Linked DNA regions of Mus musculus: regions 1, 2, 4, 5 and 6 are each linked to region 3. A link is a contact called in public HiChIP or PLAC-seq and promoter capture Hi-C data. All regions are on one chromosome and are shown on one strand. The core of a region is the stretch at or near the end of the contact, and the rest is flanking DNA. Distances in the headings are between cores, read along the strand shown.

What was found. Promoter capture Hi-C pulls out the DNA fragments that hold promoters and counts their contacts. HiChIP or PLAC-seq counts read pairs in DNA pulled down with a chosen protein or histone mark.
Region 1: a promoter capture Hi-C map of hippocampal neurons shows a contact between it and region 3, with 37 times the contacts expected there. The contact joins the enhancer-like site here to the promoter of Aste1 in region 3. A contact is called at or near these places in 16 of 39 promoter capture datasets (the 3T3-L1 cell line, 3T3-L1-derived adipocytes, the HPC-7 cell line and 10 more), 43 of 484 Hi-C or Micro-C datasets (CD4 T cells, CD8 T cells, the HPC-7 cell line and 26 more), 22 of 115 datasets of contacts at active chromatin or transcription factors (the 230-238 cell line, CD8 T cells, SST interneurons and 17 more) and 3 of 9 other capture datasets (adipose tissue, liver and macrophages).
Region 2: an H3K4me3 HiChIP or PLAC-seq map of bone marrow-derived macrophages shows a contact between it and region 3, with 6 times the contacts expected there. The contact joins the enhancer-like site here to the promoter of Aste1 in region 3. A contact is called at or near these places in 9 of 39 promoter capture datasets (the C10 cell line, cranial neural crest, embryonic stem cells and 4 more), 1 of 484 Hi-C or Micro-C datasets (bone marrow-derived macrophages), 13 of 115 datasets of contacts at active chromatin or transcription factors (acute myeloid leukemia, bone marrow-derived dendritic cells, bone marrow-derived macrophages and 8 more) and 3 of 9 other capture datasets (adipose tissue, liver and macrophages).
Region 4: a promoter capture Hi-C map of second pharyngeal arch cranial neural crest shows a contact between it and region 3, with 4 times the contacts expected there. The contact joins the promoter of Col6a5 here to the promoter of Aste1 in region 3. A contact is called at or near these places in 8 of 39 promoter capture datasets (the 3T3-L1 cell line, the C10 cell line, embryonic stem cells and 4 more), 1 of 484 Hi-C or Micro-C datasets (embryonic stem cells), 6 of 115 datasets of contacts at active chromatin or transcription factors (embryonic forebrain, embryonic stem cells, large pre-B cells and 3 more) and 3 of 9 other capture datasets (adipose tissue, embryonic stem cells and pancreatic islet).
Region 5: a contact with region 3 is called in a promoter capture Hi-C map of pre-B cells. The contact joins the promoter of Poc1a here to the promoter of Aste1 in region 3. A contact is called at or near these places in 5 of 39 promoter capture datasets (the C10 cell line, cranial neural crest, hippocampal neurons and 2 more), 2 of 484 Hi-C or Micro-C datasets (CD4 T cells and pre-B cells) and 1 of 9 other capture datasets (liver).
Region 6: a promoter capture Hi-C map of pre-B cells shows a contact between it and region 3. The contact joins the promoter of Twf2 here to the promoter of Aste1 in region 3. A contact is called at or near these places in 2 of 39 promoter capture datasets (cranial neural crest and pre-B cells) and 1 of 484 Hi-C or Micro-C datasets (pre-B cells).

The regions. Positions count from the first base shown.
Region 1 is chr9:104,456,309-104,460,288 of GRCm38.p6, reverse strand. No RefSeq gene overlaps it. Among named protein-coding and RNA genes, the nearest start is that of Mir2136, 32 kb to the right of the region's middle. Within about 2 kb of position 2,483, at least 4 of the 459 cell types and tissues checked have an H3K27ac peak or open chromatin away from gene starts, as enhancers often do. A contact at or near this core is called in hippocampal neurons, where this site is marked.
Region 2 is chr9:104,488,077-104,492,317 of GRCm38.p6, reverse strand. No RefSeq gene overlaps it. Among named protein-coding and RNA genes, the nearest start is that of Mir2136, 64 kb to the right of the region's middle. Within about 2 kb of position 1,422, at least 16 of the 459 cell types and tissues checked have an H3K27ac peak or open chromatin away from gene starts, as enhancers often do. A contact at or near this core is called in bone marrow-derived macrophages, where this site is marked.
Region 3 is chr9:105,393,005-105,397,375 of GRCm38.p6, reverse strand. Aste1 (asteroid homolog 1) reads right to left here and starts at 2,014. Exons shown (of 5, transcript NM_025651.5): 1 at 1,711-2,014; 2 at 1-831. The coding sequence starts at 813. Nek11 (NIMA (never in mitosis gene a)-related expressed kinase 11) reads left to right here and starts at 2,089. Exons shown (of 16, transcript NM_172461.3): 1 at 2,089-2,180; 2 at 4,216-4,371. The coding sequence starts at 4,355.
Region 4 is chr9:105,958,395-105,962,912 of GRCm38.p6, reverse strand. It overlaps Col6a5 (collagen, type VI, alpha 5), which reads left to right and starts at 2,270. Exons shown (of 41, transcript NM_001167923.1): 1 at 2,270-2,367.
Region 5 is chr9:106,279,015-106,283,045 of GRCm38.p6, reverse strand. It overlaps Poc1a (POC1 centriolar protein A), which reads right to left and starts at 1,985. Exons shown (of 11, transcript NM_027354.2): 1 at 1,590-1,985; 2 at 110-194. The coding sequence starts at 1,607.
Region 6 is chr9:106,201,322-106,205,591 of GRCm38.p6, reverse strand. Twf2 (twinfilin actin binding protein 2) reads right to left here and starts at 2,484. Exons shown (of 9, transcript NM_011876.3): 1 at 2,308-2,484. The coding sequence starts at 2,332.

The sequences.
Region 1 (3,980 bases), core at 1,234-3,733, 940 kb after region 3:
ATTCAGTAAATATTTATTGAGTGCATAAACACACACACACACACACACACACACACACAAATGACAACATAGGATCTACCCTGAACAATACATGGAGAGGAAACTCTAAATTAAATGGAAAGAGGGGGAAGCAAATACTATCAGGATGTCTCTTATACACACCTAGCAATAGATGATTATTAGCAGAGAATTATTGTCTCTTTAAAACAACTAAATGTTAGTGTTTCAGTTCCTCTGAAAATTATCAAAGACCAGAGAACGTGCTTTGTGGTAAAATCAGATGGCTCAGCTAGATCCTGTAGCATCAGAATATTCTTGAGAGCCAAATTAAAGACTCGTTTCTATGCTTAGACCAGACAGGGCCTGAATATAGAAAGGGTGTCGTGTTTCATCTCAGGAGAATCAAATGATGCACAGTAACAGCAGCATTTAAGGCTCATTAAGAGAAAGCTCTTGCCTCCTGACCTCCTAAGCTCTGAATGGAGACATGCCACTGTATCCTCTTTTAAGAGTTAATCTAGTTGGGTCACCTGGCCAAGAGAAATGTGCTCCTCAGAAAGCTGGGTCCACCTTATTCAATACTAAAGAGGTAACAATAATTACCCCTTTGATTAGATAATATGTTTTTCTTTCCCAGAATTCTTCCCCTCACACAGCCTTTGTCTTGGGATTTTATTGCTCTGAAGAGACACCAGGACCACAGCAACCCTCATAAAGGAAGACATTTCCTTGGCACTGGCTTACAGTTTCAGAGGTTTAGTTCATTACTGTCATGGTGGGAAGCATGGTGGCACACAGGCAGACACGGTGCTGGAGAGATCACTAAGAGATCTCCATCTGGATCCATAGGCAACAAGAAGAGACAGTGAGAACCTGAGCTCCTTAGACCCCTTAAACACACCCCTAGTGACACACTTCCTCCAACAAGACCACACCTATTCTGACAAGGCTATGCCTCCTAGTGCTGCTCCCTAAGGGCCTATGGAAACCATTTTTATTCAAACCACCACAGTCCCTATGAGCCACATGAGGTTCTGGATCTTCTGGCTTTTCTCTTTTCTTTTGGATGCTGGCCAGAGTCTAAACATGCTTTCTCTGGTCATTCTGGCTTCCATAGCTTGCTTTCTGAAGCTTCCCCACCTCCCCACCATCTAACTGCCAGTCTGACAGTCACCTCCATGCCAGCTTAGTTCAAATGGCAAGGCTTCCACGCCCGCTCTTCTCCATTTCCTTCCTCCTCCTGTCAGCAGCTGAGATGTACAGCTAGAGTTTCTAATGAAATCATTCTTGGACTTCCTTTTGAACCTATTCCTAAATTTTCCTATTAAAGAGACTTAGAACCCCCCCCCCAAAAAAAGGGACTCCAATCTCCCCTTTAACAGATGCAACTTTGATGAGACTCCCAAAACTTTCTGATAACACACTATTTCCAGAAGACTTTGGGGACTTGCCCAGTGTCGATGCTTTCTTCTGATTTTATCCCCTCAATTAAATTCTGAGTATCCCCCACCCATTTATCCTTTATAATTAAAAAAAAAACTGTGTTTAGAACATGATAATATATTATGAACCTTTACCTGAAAAAGATGGGATTACATAACTACTGAAAAAACTTGTAGATACAACAGGAGATTTGGGTTTAAGCAAAAGAACTTGTGGTTTAAACGTAACAAAGCCCAAAGTTCTGGATAGGGAGCAAGATAAAGAATCCCCAAGGGTAACTCTCCACCCTTGCCCACCTAAGAGTAATAACATTCACAGGAGTCCCCTCTATAATCCATAGAAACAGCTGGCTGAGTTACCCTATCAGCTCACTGAGAGAAGAAATCAGGATGTTTCTCCAGGAACACCATTGCATACATACTACCTATTGAGACTGAATGAAACTCTGAACTTCAGGCACCTCAAGGGTTAAGAAGGTCTTAATTGCCACCTCACTACAATTTCTGGGGGAAAACATTTTAAGGCATAGGGGACTTTTGAGTTCAAAGCAAATGATTTCAATAAAAATCTCTTGGGAGCCCATTGTATACAGTAGCTGGGAAAGGTTACACATCCTTCTCTAAATGGGCGTTTGGTTCCTCTTAGGACTATGAAAGATTTGGGAGTTACAGAGAGAGAGAGAGAGAGAGAGAGAGAGAGAGAGAGAGAGAGAGAGAGAGAGAGAGAGAGAGAGAGAGAGAGAGAGGCAGACAGACAGAGAGACACGGTGTCAGATAGATAGACAGGCAACTTTCCCTTCTGCTTTTCAAATTATGATTTGGGGGAGGGACAGTAAGGGGTACAAATGTTTCTGTTACAAAGCCCTACTACTTCTGGACTACTTCAAAGACTACTTCTGGAAGTTTCTGAGTCCAAACCAAATCCCATTTGAGTAATTCTGTCAAAGCTCAAGTCGTCTTTTTGACAAAGTTGATGGTGAGCACCATCTACTGGGCATTACCCAAAGTCTGCTTTAGGGATGTTTCCATGAAGGTTGGGGGAAAAAATCGGGATCCCTGTTACGCAATGGTCCTTTGGCATATTTAAGCAATATCCGGGACATCTGGCAGCTCTTGTGCTCATCCAGAAGTTCTTTCTTAGTTCTTCATATAGAGTTAAAGGTTTTTGAGAAATTAGATGGAGAATGAAGGCCCCAAGAACAGCTTTATTAAGCAGCTATAATTCAGGGGTAGACATCTTGCAGGCTGAGGAGTTTCTGCGCATCCTATCCCACTCTTCTTGTTTTCAACTGGCTGGAAAGGAAGGTCCAATCCCTAAGGGACAATTCTCAAAAAACTGCAACCCCAGAATCCTCATTCTTTGTTCTGTAAAATAGACTGATATTTTTTCCTAAAATATGTCCCTGCATTCGTTTCTTTTCTAGGGACAAAACGTGTGCATGCGTGTGTGTGAGAGAGACAGGGACAGAGAGAAACTAAAGTAGCTGGTTTTTAAACTCTTAATTCTGGTTGTAGCCTCGGGCTGAAAATGCCACACTTCTATGAGGTAAACAAAATGTCTGTCTCTGGGCTTTTCTTCCCTCAGTTAAGCAGATCCTGCCTGTGAGGTGTGGAGGATTTCACACAGTCACTGCTGTTTTCCTCATGAATCCTTTATGATGCTACTTAGTCTCTGGGGTGCGCTCTAAAGTCAAAAGAAAATCTGACTCACACTGAAAAGTTTTCAAATGAAACAATAGGGACAGAAGTATCCTATGTAGGGAGGAGGGAGGAGGGGAAAGGGAGGAGGGAGAAGAGAGAAGGGTGGGTGGGAGGAGGAAGAAGGAATTTTTTTATTTTTTAATTAGATATTTCCTTTATTTACATTTCAATTGCTATCCACTTTCATAGTTTCCTCTCTGAAAATCCCCTATCTCCTACTTCCCCCTGATCCTCAACCCACCCACTCCTGCTTCCTGGCTCTGGCATTCCCCTATACTGAGGCATAGGATCTTTGCAAGACCAAGGGCCTCTCCTCTCATTAATGGCTCGGGAATTTTTGCTAAGAGTAGGCCAGCAATATAGTGCAAAAGGCCTGCTTGAACACCTTGCCCATTTCCTAGAGGGACAACTTTGAACAGATCTAAATCTTAGAACCTTTCTTTTTCTGAAAAAAAAATGGGATAGTATCACCTCATCAAATGATATTTAAGTTACAAGATGGGGCAACCCACCCATCTCAAAAAATGTAACTCAGAGTTGCTCCTATCTAAAGGAAATGTAGAGACAAAAACTGGAGCAGAGACTAAAGGGAAGGCTACCCAGAGACCTCTCTACCTAGGAATCCATCCCATCTGCAGACGCCAAACCTAGACACTATTGCTGATGCCAAGAAGTACTTACTGACAGGAGCCTGGTATAGCTGTCTTCTGAAAGGCTCTGCCAGCACCTGAACAATATAGATGCAGATACTACCTACCTACTACATAAGACTGAGCCTGGGACCCCAGTGGAAGAGTTAGGGGAAGGACTGAAGGAGCTGAAGGGGATTGCAACCAC
Region 2 (4,241 bases), core at 173-2,672, 900 kb after region 3:
ACGCCAGAGGCACCTTGAGAAAGCTACGTGATAACCACTGCTGCCGTGGATTGAAGATCCTCGTGCCCATGGCCTGTCTGATAACTGTGATGCTACCAGATGATGTTTGCAGCATCTGGCTGGTGCCTCTGTGACATTAAACAGGAACAATATACCTTGCAAGATGTTGATGGGAGACCAAAACAAGAACAATATACACTGCAGGTTAAGGGTTCTGTTTGCAGCTAGGACAGTTAAGGATAAGTTCCTGTGTGTCCTATTTTAAGTCTTTGCAAGTCAAAGTTTCTATTTGTAATTAACCATGATACAAACCACAGACCCATAGTAACAAGGGGTGGGGGGGATGGCCTAAGGGGAGGCAGAGCTCTTAAATCTTGAACCTTCTCAGTAATGAGAAGGGGAAACAAATTAGAGATCAGGGGTATGTAGAAGAGAGGGACTGGGTGGAGAGAGGGGATGGATGGGACCAAGAGGGATGACTTGGGGGAGGAGGGAGGGAGAGAGCACTAAGAGAGACACCTTGATAAGGGGTCATCTCTGGGATGAGCTAGAAACCTAATACAATGGAAACTTCCAGGAATCTATGAGTGTGACCCTAGCTAAGACTCCTAATGGAGCCTGAACCGTTGTCCTCTTGTAACCAGGCAAGAGTTCCAACAGTGGGATTGGGACAGTAACCCAGCCACAAAACCTTAGACCCACAATTTTTTCTGCCTATAAGATGTACAGGGGTAAAGATAGAGCAGATGTTCAGGGAATAACCAACCATTGACCCAGCTTGAGAGCAGTGCCGTGAGAGGGAGCCCATCTTGACACTGTTAATGATATTTTGCTGTACTTGCAGATGGGTGCCTAGCATAAATGTCATCAGAGAGGCTTCACCCAGCAACTGATTACAGAGACCAGAGCGAAATATTAAGTGGAGCTTGGGGAATCCTGTGTAAGAGGGGGAGGAAGGATAAAAGGAACCAGAGAGGCCAAGGGCACCGCAAGAAAACCCACAGAATCAACAACTAACGTGGGCCCAGAGAAGCTCACAGACACTGAACTGCCAACCAGAGAGAATGAATGGAATGGCGCTAGGCCCTCTGCATACATGTAACAGACATGCAGCTTGGTCTTCATGAGAGTCTCCTGACAGCAGGGTCAGGCACTGTCTCTGACTATATTGCCTGCCTTTGGTTCGCTTTCCCCTAAGTGGGCTGCCCTGTCTAGCGTCTAGGAGAAGGTGTGCCTCATCTTACTGCAACTTGATGTGCTAAGGATGGCTGATATGCATGAGAGGGCTCCTCTTTTCTGAGGAGAAGGGGAGGAGGGGTGGATGAAGGGGAGATGTGAGGGGGGGACTAGGAGGAGAAGAAGGAGGCAATACTGCCATTAGGATGTAAGATAAGTAAATAATTTAAGAGGAGGAGGAAGAGGAAGTGGAGAAGTTCCTCTTTGTCCTGTGTAGGCTAAGGTTTCTGTTTGTAATTAAAGAATAAGTTCCTGTTTCTTTTTCATGAAGTCCTTGCAAATTAAGGTTTCTATTAAGAATAAGCTCTTGCTTCTTATATATGGTGTAAACTGCCTGTGACCCCATTCTCAACCTTAACCTGGCTGCTTCCTCCTTGCTGAATTTTTCTAGCAATGTATAACAGCCAACACTCACTCCTGTGAGCATCTTATCTCTCCTATAGAAGGGACTTCAAGAAGCCAGCAAGGGCTGCTCTCTCAAATGCTGACATAAAGTGAGACAGCCAGTTGGCCAGTCCTGGGTGCACCTCAAAATATAGTTTGCTTTAACTAGACAATCATAGACTTAATCTTTTCTAATGATTCTCAGATTTAATAGTCTGCTTCTACAATTCACTGGTGAGAATTATCATAGCTGCCAAGGGCCAACACCATTGAAAGTTCAAGCCTAGAGCAATCAGTCTTATACCCAAATGCCAAAAGCAGTAAGGCTCTGGCTTCTAAAGCCTAAAGCAATTGGTCTCTGGTTCTCAGCTCTATAGTTTCTGGGTCATTCAGTCCAGCTGCTAAACTGAGGGCAGGGAAGGATTCAAGGCTTTCAACACAGGGAAGTGCTACCCACAGTGTCTACCAGGTTGAGCATAAGGACCCTAGACACTGGTTGGTAACAGATATCTAATCTGTTAGAGAAGGTAACTGGGAATTGTAGAGTCATGGATTAAAAAAACAAAAGCAAAAATGAGAATAGTTCATGAAAAAAAAATAAACAAAAGTAAAAGAAGAGAAGGAGCTGCTGTGATCATGTGCATGGCCTGAGGAGGTCACGGACAAGCCAGGAATCTGGAGTCCAAGTGACTAGAGTCAGGCTTGCATGGGGTCTAAGGGGTTAATGCTTAAAAGGGATGACAGAGAACTATTGATGTAAAAATAATGACAGTCACTTTGAGTCAAGATCTCACCACCACCAAATGGGTGACCATCAGGGGTCACAGGAAGTATTGTTAGCTGAACACTCAGCCATATTTTCCTACTGTGACCCTACTGAAGAGCTCCAAGCTATACCAAGTGCCCACTGGGACCCTAGGACTATCCCCAGCTCTCAGAGGAAAAGGTGACCAGCACAAATGACTGTTCTATCACAGAAGTCCTGAACGTGCACCACAGCTTAACAGAATAAAGTACGTGGCTACGGACAGACAGGAGAAAGAAAACCTTGGCCAGTGTGAGGAGAAGGCCACGTGTCACAGGCATCTCCATCAGCCCATCGCTCTGCCTCTGCTGTCAATGGAGCTGAGCAATGAGCGGCTGTGCTGTGGATTCCAGGTTAGCCCTAGACTAGGTTGAGAAATTCCAGGAACTACCAACCAGAAAGAGACACAAATCCTCAGAAATATAATTAAAGATAATTATCTTCCTAAATCACCATCCAGACTGCAAGCTTCCTGCTTTGCTCTTAATAGCAGTCAAATAAACAAGCAGATCCATAAATCAGCAGCAGTCACGTCCACTTCCAGCAAGCGGTTAAAAAAAGAAAACCTCGACACGTGAGCAATGTTTTCTCCAACATGAGGTAAAATAGCAACGGGAGGAATTTAGTTGATGTGTGCAAATACTTGTTTGAGGATAAATCAGCTGGGGATTCAGGCTGGGGATCTCAGAGGGGGGAGGTGACAGCCACCAAGACTGATGACCTGAGTTTCATCCCCAGGATTCATGTGGTGCAAGGGAAAAACTGATTTCCAAAAATTGTCCTCTGACCTACACACTCACACACACACACACACACACAGAGACAGAGACAGAGACAGAGAGAGGGAGAGAGAGAGAGAGAGAGAGAGAGAGAGAGAGAGAGAGAGAAGTAAATGTATCAAAATGTAGAAACGGTATCAGCTGGAAGCCAACCCATAAAGTATAGAAGTTGCAGAATATTAAGAAATACAATTTAAATAATTACCAGCACCAACATTCTTATCTAAAATAAGGGTGCAGGTATTCATTTAGTTAGCATACATAGTTGTATGGCAAAAGAAAATCTAATCGCTATGGACAGAATATTCATAAGTATCACACAAGAAAGTAATACTTCCTCAGGCAAAACACACACACCACATATGCATACACTGAAAATGAGACCTGGAGTAAAGCATTGTCAAATGAAAAATATTTTAAGAAATATTAAGTTTCTGGGACTAAGGAGGTAAGGGAGATAACTTCTAAGTTGAGTGGGATAGTGCAGAAGCCTGTAACCCAGCACTTGGAGGGCAGAGAGGCGAGAGGATTACAAATTTGAGTTCATCTTGGACTACAAAAGGAGGGGGCGTCTAAAAACCTAGAGCAGTGGTTTTCAACCTGTGGGTCACGATCCCTTTGAGGGTCACCCTTTCACAGGGGTCGCATATCAGACATCCTGCATATCAAATATTTGCATTACAATTCATAACTAGCAAAATTATAATTATGAAGGAGCAGTGGAAATAAGTTTGAGAGCCACTGAGCTACAGGCTTAGGGAACACTAATAAAGTCATGTGTGTCTGTGTCTGTGTGTGTGTGTGTGTGTGTGTGTGTGTGTGTGTGTGTGTGTGTGTGTGTGTGTGTGTATGTGTGTGTGTGTGTGTGTGTGTGTGTGTGTGTGTGTGTGTGTGATGTATACACGTGCATGTGTGTGTATAAGCCAAAGCTACTCTCTACCTTGTTTTATTGAGACAGAGTCTCTCACTACCTGCAACTAATTAATCAATTTGGTGAGACTGGCTGGCAATAGGCCCCAGGGAGTCTCCAGGTCTCC
Region 3 (4,371 bases), core at 765-3,264:
TAGTGCTTCAGTGGGGTCATCGAAATGAGACAACCAGTTCAGAAGTCCCAGGACTCGGTGATATCTCCTCCCCTTAGAACTAAGGGGTAGACGTACTTTACTTATGAATGTGTCCATGATGGGCAGGTTAACATGGTCATTTCCACACAGCACCGCAAAGAGAGGTAGTAGAGCTTTGTTCATGTTGTTGAAGTAATGGCAGAATGCATTGAGGGAAAAGCTTCTGGCGGGAATGTAGTAATCTTGTGTATCTTTAATAGTGTTCAGATTTCTCCACTGGAAGCTATTCAGTGAGCAAAACCCACTTCTCAAGTCAAAAATGCAAAAGTCACTATCCGATGATAGCACAGGACAATTCCAGTGATTGGCAAGTGTCATAATGTCCCGATCTGCTTCTGAAAAGCTCTGTACGAAACATACCTCAAGCCTGATCAAAACCTGTATGAACACTTCTCGGATGAGTAAGGGGCACACATTCCCACCCCCACCAAGAGAAAGGGAACGGGCTGCTTGGATCTTCTCTTTTGCTCGATCCTTCAAAGTTGTCAGCTTTTTATCTGAAATGTCACATCCTCCATCTAATACAACATACGGACAAATATGACACACAAACAGTGATTCAAAGAATTTCTGTACAACATCTGCGAATAAATCATAGTCTCCTCCATACCTGAGCTCCAAGTCAGAATTGAAGCAAAGTCGGTGGAAGAGAGAATAGCCATCAATGATAAGTTTTGTGTTCCGCAATTTCAAATCAACGAAGAATTCATTACTATAATCTTCCACAAAGCTCATTAGTCCCCGAATACCCATGATGATCGACAGAAATCCCTGTTGAAACAAACAAAAAAAATCAATTGCTGGTCTTTTTGATGGCTATTCTTGGTTGTCAATCTGAGTATATCTAGAATCAATCAAGACCCAAACTGCAGGATACGCTGTTGAGGAACTTTGCTTGATTGGATTATTGGAGGTGGAAGACAGAACTTATATCTAGGCCACACCACCTCATGGCAGCCCATATAGAGATAAAGGAAGAAATCTGTTTTGTGAGGGTCAAGGCCAAAAGTCCTAAGCTATAAAAATGACAACCCAGCATAAGACACATAATGAGCCAATTTTTTTTTTCCTTATGGATAACTAGACCCTTGTTACAGGTCTTGAGTGTAGGGTACATTGGAGAGTAGTTTGAGCTAAGGAAAAACACAGCTTTATGCTTCTAGGATCCCAAGTATACAATTTCAACCTCAACTGGATTCTTACACCCCCTTACTAATGGCCTATCTGGCTAACAACTCATAGGATTAGTATTACTGGTTTCCCCCCTCGCCTCTGGCTTCAAATATCGCTTAGCACGATGCTATTGCCAGCCTTGCCCGTGTTTAAAATCGTGAAAGTTTTGCCAACCTTGGAATTTTTGCATTTTGATTTTTGTGGGGCTACCACATAAAAAAATGCATCCTCCTGAATTTTTTGCCTTTGGTATCAGCTTACATTATTGCACTTGATTTTTTATCTCACCTCAGATCCACCTCGGCCAACATCTCAACACTTTTTAATTCTGAATCGTCATGTCTTTCCCGGTTTGTCATGTGGTTTCTGCGAACTCACTGTAAACTAATGACTTGACCTTGAGCGAAGTAGCTCAAGGAATGCAAGCAAAGGGCAGGAAAAGGTAGGATCTAATTCCTCAACCACCAATCTTCCTACCTCAACCTGCTCCTGCCCTCCGGATCCGCCGGCTGCTTCCGCCCGACCGCCGGCTCACTTCACCAGCAGCAGCAGGTAGGATCCCGGGGAGAAACGGCAGACCCGCGGGTGCGTGGAAGACCGCGAGCGGAAACAGGAAGTGCTGCGAACGACGTCACTGGGAAGCCTGGCTCCGAGAAGCTGAGGGCTCTCCCTGGAGGAGAAAATGCTTTCGGGCCGGGTGGTGGGAACTTGGTGTGAGAGGTTGAGCCATTCCTCTCACACTTGCGGCCGCCTCCTCACCCTGCTCGCTTCGCCACGCCTCGAAGGGTCCGGCGCGCTTCCGTTGGATTGGACGCCGGAACGTCGACTTCCCAGCAGCCCCCGCGCCGTCTCCGTGGCGACGATGTTAAACAACCACGCCCTCCGAGGCAGCGAGCTCTAGGCTGACGGAGGCTTGGCCGGGCGCCGCAGGCTGGGGACCTGTAAAGGTAATGAAAGTGGATCTCTCGGGCAGCCGGGTCCCACAGCCCCTGGACCGCATTCCCCTTCGGGAGACTAAGCGCCCTGCTCCTCGATATACATTCACGCGCTCCGCGAAAAACTTAAGGTTTATTTGTTGAAGAGACAAGTTTTTTCGTTTTACCTCAGGGTTAGAGTTTACTTCTCAGGTCAGATTTAGTTAGCAGAACCTCAGGTCAAAACAGCTTCCTAGTTTTTTGGGTTTTTTGACATGGACATAAACCACTCAGTTCTTACCATCGGTAAACACTTGACTTTCTCTTTACCTGCCCCAGCGGGATGGGTACCCCAGGGATGGTTAGCACAAAGTGGGCGTCTCTCAGCTTTCTTCTAGTTCCTATTATGTTTTCTTTCCTTTACTTGTCTTTGGGTCACATTTGGTATGCTGGATCTTTCTTCGCTCTCCAAACGTTTGCTAACAACTGTATGTCAGCTGTTAGCTAGGCCCCAGGGATACAAGCATAACCTGTGTCCCTAGCACCCAAGTTCATCCTCTGCCCTAGGTTCAGATCCAGCCTGCAGTGTGTGTACATTCCATGGATACCAACTGAGATGAGGGCGACAGAGCTGATTCTGTGTGATGAGCCTGGAGAGGCTGCTCACACACTGCTGGGTTTATTACTCCATTACAAATAGAAGCTTTGGTCCTCCATCTTGAGTTCAGCTCTTTACTAAGTGGGGACTTTAATCGCCTCTCCACATTGAGAATTATTATTAGTGATCTGAAAGGCGACAGAGAGGCCATTTTTTTTTTTTGAACAGCCTAGTTTATCTAGAAATCACCACTTTTATGCCAGTCAAAGAAGCAAACAGAAGGTACCTTTTAGGACCTATTCTTTAGATTCTGCAGATTTTAGTAACGTTTCCTTGAGGAGAGGGGCATTGCTCTCACTGGGACTAGATCAAACCACAGATTAGTACATTATTTAAAGAAGACAAAATTACAAATAGGTTTTATGTTTTGCAGTTTTTTTTTTTCTGTTTGAGTGTCCTTGTAGGTTTTGTGGTAAATGTTGAGCCCACAGGTCAACACTATAACACTATTTTTTTCTCGTTGTTTTAGAATTGCTGAATATGAAAACCTAATGCCAAGGTGTACATAGTATTCAGCGTAAAGTCCTATTTTCATGTAGATTTTAAACAAAAGCACAGTTTTCAATAAAACATTCAACACTTTGATGGAATGGAGTAAGAGTGTGTTTTGTGGAATACTTTCTCATGGGACAGTTCTGCCATTCATAACATTTCATAGCTCCCTCAGGAACTGTGGCTTCACCTGTACTACACTTAGAGTCAGCTAGCTTTAAAACGCAGTCTTAGGTCTGAGGTGCATGTCCTTACTTCTAATCCAGGAGATAGCTCTGTACCCAGTGTGTACAATAGAAATGGAATCAGATCTTGCTTAAGATGGGGGGGGGGCACTGAATTGATATCCTTCCACATAGCTAGTCTAGCAAACAGACACCCCAAAACTGTGATTTAAAGTTGACATGGGCAAAAAGCAAAGGGAAGCAGAATATGCTAATCAGGGTTTAACCCCAATTTACTCTGTGCTGAGTCAAAGCAGACTGAGAGGGAGGAAAGCATCACCAGGGAGTTGGCCTATGTGTGCATTAGGGGAAGCCATGGCCCTGGGTTCGCATTGGTTTTTAAGTCGATGGGGAGTATAAATATCTAACAAAATATGAATCATAAAACAAATACACATTTCAGGAGTCAGTAAAAATGTGGCTCTAAACTATTGTGATAAAGTTGCATGTATAAGGAAGGCTCTTTTTCTATGAGAGAGTGCCTTCTGGAATTTACTGTATTTCCTTTCATCCTACAAAACACATGCACACACATACACACACACATACACACACACACACAGAGAGAGAGAGAGAGAGAAAGAGAGAGAGAGAGAGAGAGAGAGCACGAGCATTAGCTGGTGTGATAACACAAGATACACTGCAGGTATCATTGCCAAAAGCTTATACTTTTTTTTTTGTGGGAATCTTGTAGTTGCTTTTAGACACGATTTGTGGAGTTCCCATATATCTGGCATCAATCAACACTTCCCGTTTGACTTTTCAAACATCAGCTCGGATGCCCAACTGTTGTTTCTGTGAATGAACAAGCCAGTTTTATCTTGTTTGGAGCAATGCTGAAATTCCAAGA
Region 4 (4,518 bases), core at 1,021-3,520, 570 kb before region 3:
CCCTTCACCGGAGCCTTTGCCATGGTCGCTGGCCTTCGAGGCTTTGGAGGTTCTCCTGCGTTTACCTCCCTCCCACCTCTCACCAGGTTTGCTGAGATTAAAGACACCTGCAGCCTGCTTCCTCCTGGGTTCTGGGGATCGGAGCTCAGGTGGTCAGCTTTCTACGGCAGACACTTTACAGATGGAGCCATATTCCTGCCCGTTATTAATCCATCTAATTTATCACAGGCGTGACCAAGTGACACCGAGAAAGCATTTCCTGATCTTTTTGCTTTCTTTTAAGAGTTCTGATTGCGTCATAGAGAAAGTCATACTCCACTCAAGCCATCTGCATGCAAAATCATCTTGCATATTCCTGATAACGCGGATTTTAAACGGCACCAATGTTTCCCAGTGGGGGCCGAGGAGCACAGAGCAGAGTTTGGTATCTACCACTGTGCTGTAGTTCTCCATTTAAAGCGTTTGCAGAAGACAGGCACTATGCAGGCTGGGTTAACGCACAGCAAGTGTAAGTAATGATAACGTCTGGGAAAAACGTAAAAGCCTTTTTATACTTGAAGAATCTGGCTTTCTCTCTCTTTCTTTAACACCTCCTTCTTTTCCAGAGAAAAGACAATGTGCAACCCCATTTAGCAAAGTAATTTAGCTTTGCCAGAGTCCCTCCTCTTTGCTAGGAATCTCGACTTTGTGACTTTGTGTTCTCCCTGCCTGGATGCGCTCGTTCGCTGAGTTCCAGATCCCACTGTTTGGGTCTGAATTCAGCTAATGTATGTTTAGGAGAATGAATACAATCCTCAAGATAGGATGTGTTTACATTACAGTTTCTTCAGGGGAACTTTGTTTCAGTTTTAGAAGAAGAAGAAGAAGAAGAAGAAAAAAGGAAACAGGAAATGTTGATTTCTCCAGAAAAGGCAACAGATCCCCAAAGACACTTGATTTCATACGGTGATTGTAAAACTTAAATCATAATTGTATCGCTTGTGTTGCAAATAAATCTCCCGTAATAATACTTCCTAGAGACTTTTCTGGCTCAGGTGGGCGTCTTTTCTTGCTTAAGTAACTCTGCTTGAGAAGGGGATCCCAGTGAGCAAATCTTTGCTCCCTGGGAACTCACAACAGCCCGAGCTTCCCTTTGGACCCGTGAGGGTGAGTTAGAAGTTGATTTTCCCCTCCAGCTCTGGCTTGCCAATATTCTTGCCCCCAGGTGTCACTCTGTGCTTGCTGTGTGGTCAACAACTGCTAAAGCCTGGACAGATCTGAGAGTCCTCTGGAGAGCAAGCTGTGACACTCACATTCAGGAACCCGGGACACCCTGCGCAGATCACTTGGAACTCTGTAGTGAGTGGGTTCAGAGCAGAAGGGATACATTCTTTGGGGACAAACCATTTTACTCGCACACAATAAATTTTTCTTATTAATGAAAAGCAAAACGGGTATTGGTTTACAGAATTTTGTGTTCTCTCTGTAAAAAAGGAAACGACACAAGAAAAAAAAAATCTTAGTCATCCGGTTTCCAATCTCATTTCCCTTCCCCACCTCATTCTTTGTGGGGACACACATGGAAACTTTCTAACATCAGAAGCAATGGCAATATTGGGGCAGGGGTGGGGGTGAGTGTTCTGGAGGTGTTTGCTCAGCAAGGGAGAGCCCTAGTCTCTCGGGATAGGCTTTAATCATTGCAAATATCTCCAGCAGGTGTCTGATATTGATGTGTGGTGAGGTGAAATCTCAAGCACCATACATGTCCAGGAAAGACAAACAAAAGCCCAATGTTAACACTAAGTAAGGATAGCCGTGCTTTCAGACCTGCTAAGCACACCTTTGCTCCTGCCACCCTTCGCCCCCTTCTCCTTACAGAAATCCCAGGATAAAACCTGCGGCTGCTCCGGAGGTTAGCTTTTTCTCTTTATCCTGCTCTCCGTAGGGCATGGCCCTCCTAGGAGATTTTCTCTGGTTTCCTTCTAACTAGCTGGGAGGAACTGCAGAGCACGGAGCCATAAAGTGACTCCTCAGCCCCAGTAGCCACAGTGACCTCTCAGCCAGCTGAGATGGTCGTGGATTTCTGAGAAACTCTGCCTTGCCAAGTTCATGCGGCTTCCCTAAGACCGGTACAGTGGGCCAAGCCAAAAGACAGCTGGAGGCCTCTGACCGCTGGAGTTGAAGTTTGCCAAGCTTTAGAGAGTCCCTGGGGGGAAGCCCGGCCAAGGGCGCAGGGCGGGAGTCAGCGCTGACTTAAAAGAGCTGCTGGTGCTTGGTCAGCACCTGCCCCGGAGCAGCAGGAACCCAGCAGCGAGGTGCATGCTCCAAGGGGACACAGGGCTGCACTGCGGGCTGCCCCAGGATCCTCGGGGACCCCAGGAAGTCTTGGTAAGTGTGGGGTGCAGGGCTCCCAGCCTGAGATTCAGGGTGTAAGGAGACTCTCTTCCTCTGCCGATTTTGCTTGGGTTCCAGAATCGAGGCTCGGAGAATATTGTCACTAGAGGAAACTGAGGTCCCTAGAGCAGCAGTTCTCAACCTGTGGATTGTGACCCTCCTCCCACCTCCGGGTGGTGTCCAATGACCCTTTCACAGGGGCCGCTTATCAGATATCCTGCATATCAGTTATTAAAAAAAATTACACTTATGAAGTAGCAAGGAAAATCGTTTTATGGTGGAGGGGGGCATCACAACATGAGGGACTGTATTAAAGGGTCTCAGTGTTAGGAAGGTTGAGAACCACTGCCCTAGAGGCTGACTCTTAGAATGGAAGAGGACCTCAATGCAGTGTGGTTTCCAGGTTTTTAGAAGCATCTTGGAAATGTTTGCTCGGTGGGAGTGCGGTTGGGGGCTCTCCAACCTAGACCCGCTGAATGTGTATCTGAGGGTCTGCGGACCAGGACGGTGTGTGCCGGACTGCTCTATCATTCAGTCAGCCTGTTGATGTCTAAGGCTCATGTAGAGAGCCCTCATAGAGAGCAGTGGGTGTACTGTGGGTGGATTCCACACTGATCTGATAAACTGTACCGTGGGAATTGGTGTCTGGCCTCAAACTCTGAACTGCCCTGTGAGATTTCCTCAAAGCAGCACCCAGAGCTTCTACAAACACTGCTAAGTTTCTAGTGTGTATGGAACTCCAGCGAAGATCCTGAGCCAGTTAGCTGCTCTCAGAATCTCCACTTTGAGGCCCGCTTCAGCTTCAGTGGTGGAAGCCTGTTAATTAGGTGCAGGGTTTCCTAGCCCACGTGGATGTTGGTTTTCAGGGCTCAGCTGCCCTTCAGAAGTTAATTTTCATTGTTGCTGATGTTGTCTATCTAGCCTGATTGGTTAGAAATTTTGGAAGAGATGTAGTTTATGAATTCTGAACAGAATCTCTAAGAAAAACCCACAGTTGCAAAATATACTATTTTTACGTATATACTTTGGTTTATAGTTTACAAGTAGAATAAATAGGTACACTATTAGTTCCTAATGTGTGTGTGTGTGTGTATGTCCACACGTGTCACTGGTGTGTACATTCAGAGGTCAGAGGACAAGTTGTGGGATTTAATTCTCTCTTTCCACTAAGTAGTCTCTGGGGATTGAACACATATCTTCAGACTTGGCAGCAAGCCATTTTACTAGCTGAGACCTCTTAGTGGTCCCTAGGGCATCCTGGAACTTCTAAGGAATTGGTGTAAAAACACAATTCCCCAAGATTCTGAATCATCCTTCAGATGAGCTGGCTTTTCATCCTTGCCCAGAACCCACCTCATTAAATATTTGATAACAAAGGCACACATATAGTTTGTGGTCAGTTCTTGATTTCATACTTTTTCTTTTAGTGGTTTAATTAAATTAAGCCTACATCTTCTTTTTGGTACCGATTTCTTTGCAGGTCTCCCCCAGATTCCCCTCTCTTTGGATGCAGTAAGTGTGTGGTGTTCTGGTTTAGCACTTGCCAGTTTTTTTTCCATTTTTTATTAGGTATTTAGCTCATTTACATTTCCAATGCTATACCAAAAGTCCCCCATACCCACCCACCCCCACTCCCCTACCCACCCACTCCCCCTTTTTGGCCCTGGCGTTCCCCTGTACTGGGGCATACAAAGTTTGCATGTCCAATGGGCCTCTCTTTCCAGTGATGGCCGACTAGGCCATCTTTTGATACATATGCAGCTAGAGTCAAGAGCTCTGGGGTACTGGTTAGTTCATAATGTTGTTCCACCTATAGGGTTGCAGATCCCTTTAGCTCCTTGGGTTCTTTCTCTAGCTCCTCCATTGGGAGCCCTGTGATCCATCCATTAGCTGACTGTGAGCATCCACTTCTGTGTTTGCTAGGCCCCGGCATAGTCTCACAAGAGATAGCTACATCTGGGTCCTTTCGATAAAATCTTGCTAGGGTATGCACTGGTGTCAGCATTTGGATGCTGATTATGGGGTGGATCCCTGGATATGGCAGTTTCTACATGGTCCATCCTTTCATCTCAGCTCCAAACTTAGAAGTCCAATGCGCTATCCATTGCGCCACGGAGCCACCTAGCACTTGCCAGTTTTATATCA
Region 5 (4,031 bases), core at 736-3,235, 890 kb before region 3:
CCAAGGCTAGAAAGAGCAGCATGTCCTTGCTGTATCTGGCATCCCCACACCACGTCTCCCAGTGAGAAACTCAGCCGTCTCAGTTTAGAATCCTGAGGCCTTCTCTTACCCAAGTGCTTGGTGTTGAGACTGAAGTCCACACAGGTGACTGCATCTCGGTGGCCCTTAAAATGTCTCTCCAGTGAGGGGTCCTCCTGGAAAAAAAAAAAAAAAAAAAAAGCAAGGTCAAATGGTTATAACGAGATAACAGGTCCTCCCTGGAACTAAGACTCTTCCTATAACCAGGAGACGTTAAAAGCACTCAAATCATGATCTCGTATGTTGAAAATTCTAAGGAATCCACTATAAACTGCTAGGACAAATGAGTACAGCAAGGAAGGGTTCACGATCAGCAAACACACAACCACACAAACGATCAGACGAATCAATAAATCCACAACAAACAGATCAAATATGGGCCCAGTGTGGGGAACAAACACCTTTAATCCCAGCACTTGGGAGGCAGAGGCAGGTGGAACTGTGAGTTCAAGGCCAGCCTGGTCCACACAGTAAATTCCAAGAGAGCCAAGACCATAGTAAGTTATCTCCCTCCACCTCAAACACCAAAAATTAAAAACAAAACAAGCAAACAACAACAACAAAAAAAACAAAACGACAAAACACACACACACACACACAACCAAACCACCTGAAGAGCTCCAAGGAACCCAGCTTGGGAAAGGATATTTCTATGATACAGCGAAGCCATTGCTATTCCACAAAGCTCTACCCCAAACAAAGGTGAGGCCCAGTGCCCAGCTCCACCCCCAAGCACACCTGCAGGTTCACGCCTTTTAACAGATGGCCTGGTAGTTCAGGGGTAAGAATCAACTAAGGAGCAAGGGCTCATTCCCTCTCCTGTCCTCACCAGAGCCTCTCAGAAACACAAGGGTGAGGAAGTGTCCATCCTAGGCTCAGTGGGCAGAAGCAGATTCAGGTCTGACTCCATCAGTGACACCCCTTCCCAATGCCTTCTTCCCTGAACAGTTTCCCCTAAAATCTGCGTGGAGCTAAATGTAAACAGAATATCAAATCGGCACTCAAAAGTCTGGTTTCTATTTCTACCCAAGTCTTCTCAGGTGCATCAGGTACCACCTGGCCCTGTGGAAGCAAATTCTTATTTAAAGGACCAATTTGAAGTCCTTTTCTGGAGTGGGGGGAGGGGTCAGAATCGAGCCCTGGACACACTGCAGGCTTCCGCTATCCCAGGCATCCCGATGGCCTACTGCTTCTACTTGTTGGAAAAGGATGTCACCTCCAAAAAAGACCTGTTGCTCACAAGAGGCCAAGCTTACGAGGCTCGCCCCAGGCCACGACAAGGGTCGGGCCTTGATGGTGTCTTCCTCAATACGCCGTACATTCCAGAGGCAGAGACTTATTTCTTCGTCCTGGTGGTCTAACATCTAGCCTGGCACCTGGGGTGCTAAGTCAATGCCCGGATCCACCCCGTAACCTTGGATGAGGAGGTCACCCTAGAACCCCGCGTCACCATCCGCCTCTCTCGCGGCCATTGTTCCAACCAGTCAGGTGCTCACTATCCAGGGACTTACCTGGCTGGGAGCAGCCATAGCGGGGCTAGCGGGCTGGTAGGACCAGCTGTGCCCCAAGTGCCAGAGATAGCTGGGTCGGCAGTTGTGCCAGTTCAGTTTCCGCGCCCCCAATCGCCACCAATAGCAACGCCGGTGGCGTCGCCGCGTCCCGCCCACCGCAATTAAAGGAGAAGCGCCCTAGGTTTTTGTCCGCCGACCGGAAGTCGGGTCGTTCGATAGGCGTCAAGCTCTTGTCCTCCCGCTCTTCCAGATGAGGTGACCCGCCGAGCAGCCAAAAGCCTCAGTTCGCTGTCACACTTTCCTCCTAAGAACTTAAAAAAAAAAATCTTAGATGAAGGTTTCGGCCCTTCAGCTCTAGCTCAGGTAACGGAGCGCGCAGCCATCGGGGAAATGAAGTTCTACATAGCACTTATACCCCACAGTCTTAATAAAGGTAGAACTACATTTACCGAGATGCTCCGGGGCGGGCGGAGTTTTACCATTATGAGTGACAGGCTTAAGTATCCCGGAAGGAGGATACTGACTGGCCTTGCTCTTGGCTTAAAACGTCCGATCAAGGCGCCATGGAGAACCAGGTTATTAGCGCCTTGGGACCCCAGAATGGTTCGTTCCTGCGAATACTCCTAAGTGTCTATTTAAAAAAAAAAAAAATGGAGTCATTCAAGAGTCAGAACCATGGTGCAGAAAGACATATGTTCAATTCTTAATTCTCTACTGGGTGACCTCAGGAAAAATGCGTCTACTCCGAGGGCCTGCCTCCGCGTTTGTCTTAAGAGGGGATGTGACTGCGGCCCGTCTTGCTCGGAACTCTTTAGCCTTAAGAAGGCTTTGGGTCGTAGCCTGACCTTAGCTCCAAAAAAAAAAAAAAGGTGAAAGAAGCAATCGTCGGGCGGAACCACCAGAGGCCGTCCTTTTCCACCTTCTGCAATGAAAGCAGCCGAAGCCCAGAGTGACCTGTGCATCTGACCTGAACTGGATGTTTTGTAAGATTCAAGAACCTTCCATCCATCATCTCTCCTGGGCCGGCCAACTTGTCCATACTCAAAACACTAATTAGGATCTGGCTGTGTCCTGAGGTTTCTTACCACATGCCTAGGCTTGAAACTGTGTCCCTAAATCTGCAGGGACAGTAAACTCAGAAACTGGCGTGTGGGGGAGTGTATTTGGACCTAAAAGAATGATTCATTGGTTCAGAGTGTATATGGTTCTCCCAGAGGACGAAAGTTCTATTCCCAGCTCCCATGTCAGATGGTTTACAACTGCCTGGAACTCCAGTTCTGAGGCAGTTCAACACCTCTTGTCTCCTGAGGCACACACACACACACCATTAAAAATAATTCTTTTAGTGTTTTGATGAGAGATACAGGATCTATATCTGATCCTATTTTAACTATGTTGGCATAGAATTGGTACCTTGACATTAGAAATGTTTAAGCTAATTTAACATAGGCAAGGTGAAAGTCTCAAGACAAAAATAGGTGCTCACAAATTCCCAGCCTTCCCATAAACAGTTTTCAGTTTTTCTCTTGTCAATAAGTGTGTCACGAGCACCCCATGCCAGAAACATGATGGTCACGTTTGTATATTCCTACAATGTCAAAATGAATTGCCTCTCAGGAAATTCCCAAGCTGTAGCAGTTTGCTGCTTTTCCAGATAAGGTCTCTCTATGTGGTCCTAGCGTTCCTTCCTCTGGCAGCCACAGACTTTTTATTTTTACTTTTTTAGGAATGTCATATGTAGGAATGTTTTGCCTACCTGTATGTATATGTACCATACTTATGTCTGATGTCTTATGAAGACGCCGGATCCCCTGGAACTGGCGTTGCAAACAGTTGTGAGCTGTCACGTGGGTGCTGGGTCTGAAACCCAGTCCCAAGTAACCTTAAACCAGCCCCACTAATCTTTTTCTGTTGCCTTGCTTTTTTTCTTTTCTTTCTTTTTTTTAAGAATATTGTGGGGTAGCCACCAGAGGAGACTGCTAAGACACGGATTTAAGCCAATAAAAAGTCTTTATTAGCCAGCCAGCAACTACACTGGGTGTTGTTCAAGATCCCATTGTAGCCGCAAGGCTTTCTCAGGGTGAGCTTTTAAGCATAAAATGTTCTGGGGGACTGGAGAGATGGCTCAGTGGTTAAGAGCACTGACTGCTCTTCCGGAGGTCCTGAGTTCAAATCCCAGCGACCACATGGTGTGTCACAACCATCTGTAACAAGACCTGATTCCCTCTTCTGGTGTCTGAAGACAGCTACAGTATATACATATAATACATAAATACATATAATAAATAAAATAAATCTTTTAAAAAAAAACATGTTCTAGATTGACATACTTAACATGAACAATTAGTCAGAAGAGAAACCACAGAAGTCCAAAAGCAAGGTTAGTACATTTAGAGAGTTTCCCATATCTCTGGACTTTGACGAATTAGGTAATTGTTTTAG
Region 6 (4,270 bases), core at 1,235-3,734, 810 kb before region 3:
TGTCCTGGAACACACTCTGTAGTCCAGGCTGGCCTTGAACTCAGAAATCCGCCTGCCTCTGCCTCCCGAGTGCTGGGATCAAAGGCATGCACCACCACTGCTCGGCATGCACAACTGATTAACTCTATGAGTAGAAGCCTGAAGCTTTAAGCCTGATCTTTGGGGCCCCAGCTCCCCTTAGCTGTGTGACCCCTGACCTCTCTGAACCTGAACCTCATCTATAAAACACAGCTAATTCCCTCAAACTCAGAGGCCTGTGGTGTGTGGGAGAAAGAGCTGAGGAACTGGACTTTGCTGACATTTTTAAAAAAATCTTAAGGGAGCTGTGTTTTACTGATCCTCCTACCTGCCTAGACCTTGAGAGAGAGAGAGAGAGAGAGAGAGAGAGAGAGAGAGAGAGAGAGAGAGGCTAAGAAGCTCCCCAGAGGAAGAGGCAGACAAGCCCCTTCTACTGTTACCAGGGCATACTGAAAAGCCAGCAGGGAAAGTGACATCTCTTCCTACCCCACCCCAATGTCTCCCCAGTCACCATCAATAATCTAGAGGCCAGGCCTGGGACATCTGAGCCTCCTTCATCAAAGATTCATGCCTCCCCGCCCCCACCTTGCCCACCTCCAACTCTAGCAAGCCTCAGGTTACTGTCCCTCTTGGGCCCCACTCTGAGGTCAGCAGGCCTACACCTATGGCCTGGCCAAGGCTGGCACCTGATCCTCCATGGTGGTCTTTCTTGCCACTTCCAGCAGGCACAAAAGAAGGTGCACATCCTCATAGGCAGGAGACTGGGAGGCTCCCCTGGGCAGGCCTGTCTCACTTCATAGGGAATGAAGGGATAGGGCAGAGCCTTGGCCACAGGATCTGTAAGCAGTGTGTGTGTGTGTGTGTGTGTGTGTGTGTAAAACTTCGTAGCACCTCCTCCCTCTTGGAGATAGCAGCTCAGACCAGACAAAGAGGAAGGAAGGGGCAGGCCAGGCAGCAGTTTACCCTGACAGTTCCCCTCTTTGGGGCTGACTCAAGAAACCTGCTCCTCCATCTCTAGGAGAGGCTGGCCCACCTGTGGGTGGCCAGGCTTGATCCAGGTCCCTGCATGCTCAGGACAAACAGGATGGGGATGGGCTAGGGCAGGGAAAGTCTCTTGGCTTGTCCATCCACCAAGCAGCCACAACCGCAGGCAGGGATTCCGGCAGTCAGGCTGGTCGATGGTGGTAGCCCTGGTCAGGGAATCATGATGTGGTGGTAGGAGTGGCTGATGGCCAAACCAACAAGCTGTCTGGGCAAGCAGCCTGGCCTTCCCTACTGGCCAGGGAAGCAGCCCTTCCAGGCCCATAACAAATGGGGACAAAATACCTGGCTCCCAGCTATTGCTTCTTTCTTAAGTCTCTCCAAGGAGGAAACTGGGGCCCTGGAGGGGGGCTATGGGTGTCACGCCCTGGGCTGTAGAAGCTTCCTGTAGATGAGGGTGGAGGCAGGAGCTCCCCTATAAAGTCTGAATCCTGACCCGTTCCCCTGCTTCCAGCTTGAAGTTGGGACTTTGCAGGCCTGGCTGGAGCAGCGATAGAGAGATCACAATGGAAAAGGGAAGAAGTCAGAGGCCAAGGTCAGATGTGCAGTTCTCCCCATTCTACTTAAGAAGGAGGGCTCCATTCCAGCTTCTGTCCAACCTAGTCTGCAAGAGTCTAGGGGTCCTGAAAGGAGAAAAGGTCAGGCTACCCTCTCCACACATACACATAAGCCCATGTCAGTCATAAGACACCCATGCAAACACCCATGCTAACACACACATACTGAGATGTGCCTGAACTGTGCACACATGCAGATACCCACAGTTTCTGTGCGTGCAGCCAGGAAACACTGATGTCTGAGATGGAACCTAGAGTGTCCAAAACCAGCCACTAGTGCATGCACACGAAGAAGCCTGGACAGGCATAACCAAGTCTCATCCAGATGTGCACATACTGGACTGTATACAGAGAACATGTGTACACCCATGTACACTTTTCCAGATGTGCACATCCGGGTACACCCCACCTCCAGAAAAGAACAAAAATACCCAGACCAGTATACACAGGCACATCCGCCCCCAGTTGGGTACACAAGATACTTCCACCCTCGCTGTGTGCATCCATGTGCACCCACTCCCAGCTATGTACAACAGTCTGTTCTGCCCCAAGACGTGTCCATCCCAGGGACTCGCGGTTGCAAAAGAGAACAGGAAGCTTCCCAGGAGGGTACAAGGAAGAGAAGGATGAAGGGACCTAGCGCGGAGAACCAGCGCGGCGGAGCCCCTGTCCGCCCTCCATCCGCCCTCACCGTGGATGCCGGTCTGGTGCGCCATGGCTCAGCTTTCGGCTCGCCCGTGCCGTCGGAGTTCTCCTCTTGGTCCTGGCCCGGCTCGACTCGGCTCGCCTGGACCCAGAGCTCCGGAGGATGTGGCGACGGCACCGAGCCTCGCGCAGCTTCCCGGGCGGTGCCGCAGGACCCGCCCCCAGCGCGCCCCGCCCCCGGAGGGCGAGGCCGGCAGAGGCGGGCATTGGTGCCGCGCGTGCGCGCAGCGGGCGCCGGGGTCCGGATGGCCCAGTGCCCGGCCGCTACCACCTTCATGGCCAAGAAGGGGCCCCAAGGGATTGTGTGGGTGGTCCCTTGTAGGCCAGGATCCTGGAGGTCTGTGGGCGGATCCGCACTTGGGCGTGGGAGGGGCTGTGAGCTTGCCGCGGAGGAGGTTTGAGAGTGAGGGCCGATCCAGGCGTACCCGTTTGTGATGGTGAGGTGATCTCAGTGTAGGTGGGCACGCGCTCGTGTGTGGTCGTGAGTGTGAGTGTGTGTGTGTGTATGTGTGTGTGTGTGTGTGTGTGTGTGTGTGTGTGTGTGTGTGTGTGTGTGTGTGTGTGTGTGTGTGTACTGATTTCCTACCAGTCATCAGGTGCACGGTGTCTGGAGCCCAACGCTGAGAAAGTGAATGGCCATAGGAGGAAATGAATTTTGGAAGGAATACGGTAGGAGAGACCGAGGTGACCTAACAAGGCTGAGGAAAGTTTTCCAAAAAGACGGTGCATGTGCTAAGTGTGACCCAGTGGTGGAAGGACTGGAAGTCAACCTGAGGAACTTCCCAATTCCTAATGACCTTGCCTCTATTCCCAGCAGCCTTTCCTACTGCTCTTACAGACTAACGGCCGAATAGCAGCTAGTACTCTTTAACCTCAGAAACATCTCTCCACCCTGGACCTTGTTATTAAAAAATAGATAAACGGGACTGGACAGATGGCTCAGTGGTCAAGAGCATTAGCTGCTTTTGCATAGGACTCAAGTTTGGTTCCCAGCACCCACATGACACAACTGTTCCTTCTTCTGGCCTCCTGGGATTAGACACGGACATTGTGCACATAGATACATGCGGGCCAAACACCCAGACACACACCAAAATTTTTTTTTTACTGAAATAAATAAAAACTTTAAAAAATAGATAACTTAATGAGAGATGGCTCAGTCAGTAAAGTGCTGAGTTAGCATATAATTTCAGATTCCCGGCAACAGAATGAAGACACTTGGCTTTCCCCTTGGACTGTGCAGGGAGGCTGGGGACCTTGGGAGAGGGAGTTTGAGGAGACAGGCCAATACCTATTGGGGCTTATTTGCTTATTAGTCAGCCAACCCAGCCAAATGGAGAGAGAGAGAGAGAGAGAGAGAGAGAGAGAGAGAGAGAGAGAGAGAGAGAGAGAGAGAGAGAGAGAGAGAGAGAAAGCGCAATAGAGGCTGACTGGCTGGCATCCACCTCTGGTTTCCACATTGTACTCTAACATACACAGTGTATGTATATACTACACACACACACCCCAAATCTGTGAGAGAACTCAAGTTCAAATGGCATCCTTGGGCTGGCTCAGCTGATAGATCATTCTAACCTGCGTGACATGTGTGAAGTACTAGGTTTGATCCTTAGCACTACATAAATCAGGTATGTTGGCAAATAACTATAATCCAGAACTAAGGAAGCAAAGGCCTTCAAGGCCATCCTGGTCTACATGGTTAGATTTTTGTCTCATAAGTAAATAGGAAGGAAGAAAGAAAGAAAGAAAGGGGGGGGTGTTTCAGGATTAGCCTGGGCTAAGGAAGGAAGGAAGAAAGAAAGAAAGAAGGAAGGGAGAGAGAGAGAGAGAGAGAGAGAGAGAGAGAGAGAGAGAGAGAGAGAGAGAGAGAGGGAGGTGGGGGTTTCAGGATTAGCCTGGGCTACATAGTGAGTTCCTGGCCAGCCTGGACTACATGGGACTTTGTCAAC